2 separate regions of the Rattus norvegicus genome follow, and region 2 is linked to region 1. A link is a contact called in public Hi-C data. All regions are on one chromosome and are shown on one strand. The core of a region is the stretch at or near the end of the contact, and the rest is flanking DNA. Distances in the headings are between cores, read along the strand shown.

Region 1 (3,451 bases), core at 331-2,830:
ATTTGCATTTAAGTAATTTGAGGAAAGATCAATACTGAACTGTTTACAAGGGTGAGAGCAGGGGGACCTGGACTTAGTGACATCAAGATACCTTCTGACCCTTGCCCTTGAGCAAGACGAAGAGGTGGTGGTGGGTTGAGAGTGGAAGCCACCATGCTCTGTGAGGCATGAAAAACCCAGTCAGGACAAGGCCACCCACCAGGAAAGCAGGAAGGAATAGGTTCCATTCTGCAAGTCCAGTTTCTGGTGTGGTTTCCACTGGTCCAAGCAACCACAGGCTAGAAGTTGGGGTGGTTATAGGTATATCCCGTAAGGGCAGTACCCCAGACGCAGAGCAAGCAGGGAAGAGGCAGTGAGCAGATCCAGAGAGCTGAACAGAGGGACTCGGTTCCTCTGGATGCCCCCAACACCATGGTGTCTCAGAGTTAGTCTCAGTTTCATGCTTTATTTCCCATTAGTCTGGGAGTTGTCTGTCTCCACCAGCCACCATTCTGTTGTGGGTTCTGATCGTAAGCGATTCTATTATTCAGCAGCAAGGTTGTGGCTGGTGCTTCTCCAGTGCCCCAAGCTTGGGGAGTGGGTTTCCCTAGACTGGTACATGTCCCGTAGCCCTCGGCAACCTGGCTTTATACTTGTTGGCTTTCTGTGACTCCCTGCCTGACTTAGTCAACTGCATCCCTTGTTCTATGACCCCAGCACTCAGCAGTGTCTGCAACAGAGAAGGGACTCAATTAGAATTTACCACACAAAGACAATGAATAAATGAATGAAAGAAGAAAGGCCTGATTTTAGCACAGTCATGAACTTTCCTTCTATTTGATGACTGTCCAAGGTGCAGGATAACGTTCCAGAACACATCCACCCTGCCTGGCCGTGGGCCTCAAGCCTCATGGGAAAGGTTTTGGCTTTACGATGACAGACTCTTCGCTCTGGTAATTCTCATTTTCTGCAGTTGTTTTTCTGACCTCCATCAGCAGCTGTTGTCATCTGAGACTCTGTTAGGCAGTTGCAGAGAGGTGAATGGGGGATTACAGCCCCCACCAGGCACATCAGTCAATGGATGAAAAGCCAGGGAAGCGGGGCGCTGGGGGTGTCCCTTTGCCAAGGCAAACATGCTTATCAGCAACACTGGACTCTCCAGCTAGTTGTTCAATATTTAACAAATCCAGGAAAAGGCCTTGATTCATCTGGAAGAATTGTATCCTGTAAAGTACTTACCTTTCTTCTTTACTTTTTAAAAGATTTTATTTTTATTTATGTGTGTATACATGTGTGCCTCTGTGTGGGGATGAACATATTTGTGAGGGTAACGGGAGGCCAGAAGATATTGTCTGATTCCCCCTGACAGAGGGTGCTGGGACCCAAGCTCTGGTCTTCTGGAAGAGCAGCAAGTGTTCTTAGCAGTTAAGTCGTCTCTCCAGCTTCCCTCCCCACTTTGAAGACAGGGCCCACATAGCACAGGCTAGCTCAACTCACTTTGTAGCCAAGGATGACCTTGAATTTCAGTCCATGTTCCACCTCCAGAGTGCACACACCACTATGCTCACTTTATACAATGATGGGAACTTGTCCCCAGGATGTTGTGTACACTGGGCACTCACTCTCCTGACTGGGACACAACCCCAGCCAGCATTTTTATATTTAAACCCTAATGATCATGAAAGCAAACTGAAAATGTGCTTTGTAGCTGGTCTTTGCTACTTTGTGGAGCCTTCTCTTTCCTAACCTTTATCCTTCTGGTTTCACCTCCAGCCCCAGATGAGAAAGGATGTGGTGGGGAGGGGTGGATCCCTGAATCTAATATCTTTCCTTTTGTTTCTTCTTTGACCGAAGCTACTATCCTCTCTAACCAACCTCCCTACACAACCAGCAACTACCTGCTCCCATGCTGACGGGGGTCTAGTATTTATACACCCTCTGGAAAGTTTCTGGAACTCCAAAAATCACCCGGTCACAGAAATTATCTGCAGTTGGCCAAACCACACTTCTGCTAGAGCACGAGGAACATCACAGTCAGCTGTGGATAGTCCGAAGCTTCCCCACATCCCTACGCCCGGAATTAAAATGAAAGGACATTCTTACAATATTTCTGTGCTTTTTAAAGAAACCAAAATTCAAGAATTCTAAGGAAAAAAAAAGTCCCCACACACCCCCTTCTGTTTTAAGTCATTAATTGTTCAGTGTGTAGCAGGAAATTATAAACAGAGGCATTTTCAATGAAATAAGTGCTTTTCAAGTCAGTGGCCAATGTTTTCAGGAGACCTCTCCTGCTCTAATTTTTGCCAGTTTTGATGTATCAATAGCTTTTCTTTTCCTGTAGAAGAACTTTCCACAGACATCTGTTTACAGGTTGACAGTAGGCACTGTGAAAACAATTTTTCTTTAAATTGCTCTCGCAAGGGGATAATTTAAAAGCAGTCTTTCAAGTCAATTACTATTGTAGGCCATGCCTTAGGTAATAAAGAAGATAAAGGAATCTAGGGTGTAACAGACCTATTGGTCGGATTACTCTAGACACCAGGATCAAGTCTGTTAACACCCTACATTTCCCGTTTTTATAAGGTATTGACGAATCCCAAGGACTGGTAGATTCTTCTGTATGCTGCACCTCTAGTGCCTGTGATTTCTCCTTAGTTAATGGCCACCGCTCTACACGCCCTGCCTTATCAGTCCACCATTTTAAGGGTAGTGCCATCAGTAATTCAATAATGCGTCCCCCTATGAGTTTGGAAACTCAATCCCTATTATGTCCTGTGTTTGGGCAATTGGCACGGCCTGGGCTTGTTTTTGATAACTTCTATCAATATCTTCTGCAGGAACACTACCAATTCACTCCCCGTTTAATCACCAGCTATCTCTGGGATTGCAGGAATAGTAATCTGAGTACCTCACCGTTGTTAAAGATCCCTTCCTCATAAATTTATGGGTGTCCACATAAGGTCTTAACTTTCCTGTTTGGCATTTTGGTCCCATACATTTAACCCATCGCACACCTTGTTTTATCTGAGATAACTTTCTAATTCCTGGAAACCGGGTATAAACCTTCTGAAGTACTGTTCTGAATTCCAAGATTTTTGTGAGATGATAGTCACAGCAGCTCCTGTGTCCACCAAATATTCTATTTCAATACCATTTATTTGTGATTTTAATTTTGGCCTTTGATCATCAGAACACACATTTTCCAGTCCTTCCAAACCCTCCTGTACTTTCTACTGGAGAGGCTTTACCTTTGATATAGGGAAACAGTCTTCATCTATGATTCTTGGACACATAGTGAAACCTGGGAAGTGAATCCACCTCTTCCCAAGGCCATCCCTACTGTCTCCAAGGACAAAGAACAATCAACTCCAGCAGCTACTTTATAACATTGAGTTTCGGGGGCAGAGTAAGATGTCTACCTGTGGTCAAGTCTAGCGCCAAGCTGAGTGGAGGGTTTTAGTCTATATGTCAC
Region 2 (3,378 bases), core at 754-3,253, 48 kb after region 1:
AGAAGAGGCCACCTTTTTTTTTTCTGTTGTCTGAAAGGACACAGCAGTGACAACCCACAGATGTTAAAGGAGCACAAAACACGAGCCAGCAGCCAGGCTTTGGCCACCCTGGTCCACACAGTGCTTGAAATGGCTCTTTCAGAAGACTTTGATAGACAGACATTAGATCATTAACTTGAAGTCTACTGCAGTGCTGGGCATGGAGGCCACGATCAAAATGCTGGTTCTTGAGGTTGGGAGATGGCGTAGGTGGTGTGCTGGCACAGGCTTATAATTCTAGCAATGCATGTACACACACACACACACACACACACACACACACACACACACACACACACGGGAAGGTATTGATATAAGGAACATGTGCTTTCCGCCTCCGAGTCTTTCCCTCTGTCTGCTTGTTTCCTCTGATGGCTGCTTCTTTCTTACAAAGCCACAGCTTTCTCATCACATGGTACCATTTATGCACCCTGGCACCATCATGAAGAGATGAACGTCTCAAACTACAGAGAGAGAACACTTGACAGTTGACAATCCTGGAGTGATTTTTTTTAGGGCTCAGGGTGGCCTCCTTGGACATTGATACTGCACCCCTTCAAACTCCTCACTTCTGCTTCTAGGAATCAATCTGAACACTCAGTAGAACGGTGTCTTGGGGATCTCTGGGGGCTCTTTAGTGAGGAGCCAGGCTGGGGAGGAGGGTGGCAACACCGGGCTTGAGTTTTGATCCTAGGCAGGTTCCTTCAGAGGACTCTCCAGAAGCTGCTCAGGGATACTGGTTGGGGGGCTCTGGGGAGGGGGTGACTTCATTCTTGGTTTGAAAGTGTGGCAGCAGGATGTAAATGAACCAAGGAACCTGGCCCCTCTGCCCCACAACTGTAGTTCCTAATTTGCAGAACTAGGCTGGTAACATGGAAACCCACGCGATAACTAAACCCAGGTTGTTTCTGATGGGACGGATAGGTCCTTTACTAAATCATGGTCTTAAAGTGGTAACCACATCCTCTACAGTGGGAGAGCAGGAAGAGGGGCAGGAAGAGAAGTAAAGGCTACCACCTCCTTACCATCACCACCCTCATCATGTCTTCGTCAAAGCGGCCACTATCACGTTTACTCTACAGATGTAATATACAGTAATGTCTGTATATTACTGTTTACAGATAGGAGCAGATGGGCTGATGTTAGCTTCAGAGTGATGGAGTAATCTTTGGGCTCATCCGGTATTCAATTCTAAGCAGGAGCGGGAGCACGCCCCTCTCTCAGACCAGAAGCCAAGGTCGTGCTGCCCGGGAGGTACAACAGGGCCCTGAGCAGCCCTCGGTGGCAGATCTGCAGCCAGTGGCTCTGAAGATCCGGGAGCACGTGGCGTGTTCGCCCTGCTTTCAGGCTCCGACGCACCCATTTCCTCCTGTGGTCTTAGGACTTCAGCATTTACAGAGATGAGAGCGCCTTTGCAGAAGATCAAGGTTTGCTGCGCAATCTTTGATGAATCTGAAAAGAACCAAGTCGTGGAGAAAAGCCTGTACTCACCCCGCCACGGGCCACTCTGAACAGGAATGAGGGTCCACACGCAGCAGGGCGGCAGCATTGCGCGAAGCGAGTGCGGTCATCCGAGCCACTTAGACCCGGGGTTTCAATCGTGGCGTGGTTGGGCTGCGGGTGTGTGTTTCCGGGGGTTGGACCTAAACAGAGACACTGCAAAACCATGGATCAGAATCAGCTCCTGGCGAGTCCGGAGCCCGCTTACCTTGAGACAGAGAGCGCACGGCGACCACCCGGGGGCAGCGTGGGCCGCGTGGAGTGGGACAGTGGCGCCGCACGCCGCGCACTTCCTGTTCAACGCGCGCGCCGCCTGCCACCGCCCAGCGCTCCCGGAGTCTGCGTTGGTGCCAGGCCCGGCCCCCACAGTCCCCAGGGTGCCGGGGGACGCGACTCAGAGGCCGCCCCGGGCGGGCGCCCTGCCCTATTCTCCCCTAGGGGTTGGGGCGCGCCCTTCGGCCCGCAGAACCCAGCCAGCCGCCGCCACAGTTTATCCCTGCGGCCACGCGCCAGCCCAATTGCGACGAGTCTTCGCCTTTGCACCTCCTCTTCCCCCTCTGCCCTCCCTCTTGCCCAAAGAGGAGGCCCTCCGGGTCCCAGGCTCCCTGCCGCTTTATTGTGCGGCCCAGGGTTATGCATTTCTCCACTAAGTGTCTCTGGCCACTGTTTCCAACCAGGCAGAGACAAGGGTAGGTTGTTTTCCAAATTGCTGTTGTTAATTGCACCTGCCTGGCCGATTACCTCTGGGAATCTGTGGGAGGAGCCGAGAGGTGGAAAATGTTGCTTCGCTTTGCAGCAGGAGGAAAACTTTATCACCCAGCACGAGACTTCTGCCACGCGTAACCAAAAGCAGCACTGGCCGCGACGCTGCACCCGATGATTCTGTAGGAGAAAGAGGACGCTCCAACCCGGCATTCCGCGGACCGCCAGCCCCTCGGGTGGAGCCCCGCGTGTTACCTGCGCCACCCGCCCTCCCCGCGGAAGTCCCCACGAGGTGTTTTCAGGGTGGGAGGACAGTCATAAAAAGCGCGTGGCTACAGTGTAACGGCAGCAGCCCTGGGGGGCAGCGAGGGGCCCGAACCCCGGGAACAAGGCACCGGAATTAACTTCTAGCTAAAGTTATGGGAAGCGCAGCCATGGACACCAAGAAGAAGAAAGAGGTTTCCAGCCCTGGCGGGAGCAGTGGCAAAAAGAACCCTAGCCTGAAGAGGCGGTCACTGCGAGTGCACATTCCGGTGAGTCCGATCCCTGGAGCTCCAGACTCTGGCGGCGCCTAGGCGGTTAACACGGGACAACCCGCGCGCGCCGTCCTGTCCCTCCTGTCCCTTCGGGAGGCTGGGGAGGGGGAGGGGCAAGGCCCAAGCTGGGCCGCAGAGCCCGAGATTGGATCTTGGTCCGTACTCTAGTGGAGCTATGGGACTGTCTGGGACAGAGGCAGGGGTGTCTGCTGGGAAGCGAGTAAGAGAAGCGCGCTCCCGGGTGCGCAAAGCCTGGCGGCGGACTGGGCGTAGCCCCGGATCCCGCCGGTGCGGGTGCTGGGGAGGGGGTAGTGAGTTGTATTGTTTTGTTGAAAAACGACCTTGTGAAGTGTGGGGAAATGTGAGCGGAGGAACTGCGCGTCAGCGCCGAGGACTGAGGAAAAGAGTGGTGGGTGGGAATATAGCAGGGGCCACGGTGTGGCAGCACCCCCAAAAGGCTCTCCCTCCACACCAATTTCCTCAGGATGCATGTGAGTCGCGGCGGGAGCCCTTTGCAATGATTCCCTTGGTTTGGATCCAGAAACATTTTGGGCCTCGTGGAATCTGGGGGCTTGAGGTGTCCCTATCATATAATACAGGG

Evidence for each region. A called contact is a pair of places that touch in the nucleus more often than the background predicts.
Region 2: a contact with region 1 is called in a Hi-C map of liver, with 3 times the contacts expected there. The contact joins the promoter of Prkag2 here to the enhancer-like site in region 1. A contact is called at or near these places in 3 of 12 Hi-C or Micro-C datasets (kidney and liver).

What each region holds. Positions count from the first base shown.
Region 1 is chr4:10,695,156-10,698,606 of GRCr8, forward strand. The region is part of intron 45 of Kmt2c (lysine methyltransferase 2C); the gene reads left to right. Among named protein-coding and RNA genes, the nearest start is that of Galntl5, 40 kb to the left of the region's middle. Within about 2 kb of position 1,581, at least 2 of the 93 cell types and tissues checked have an H3K27ac peak or open chromatin away from gene starts, as enhancers often do. A contact at or near this core is called in liver, where this site is marked.
Region 2 is chr4:10,742,692-10,746,069 of GRCr8, forward strand. Prkag2 (protein kinase AMP-activated non-catalytic subunit gamma 2) reads left to right here and starts at 2,004. Exons shown (of 16, transcript NM_001398879.1): 1 at 2,004-2,774. The coding sequence starts at 2,661. The region is part of intron 45 of Kmt2c (lysine methyltransferase 2C); the gene reads left to right.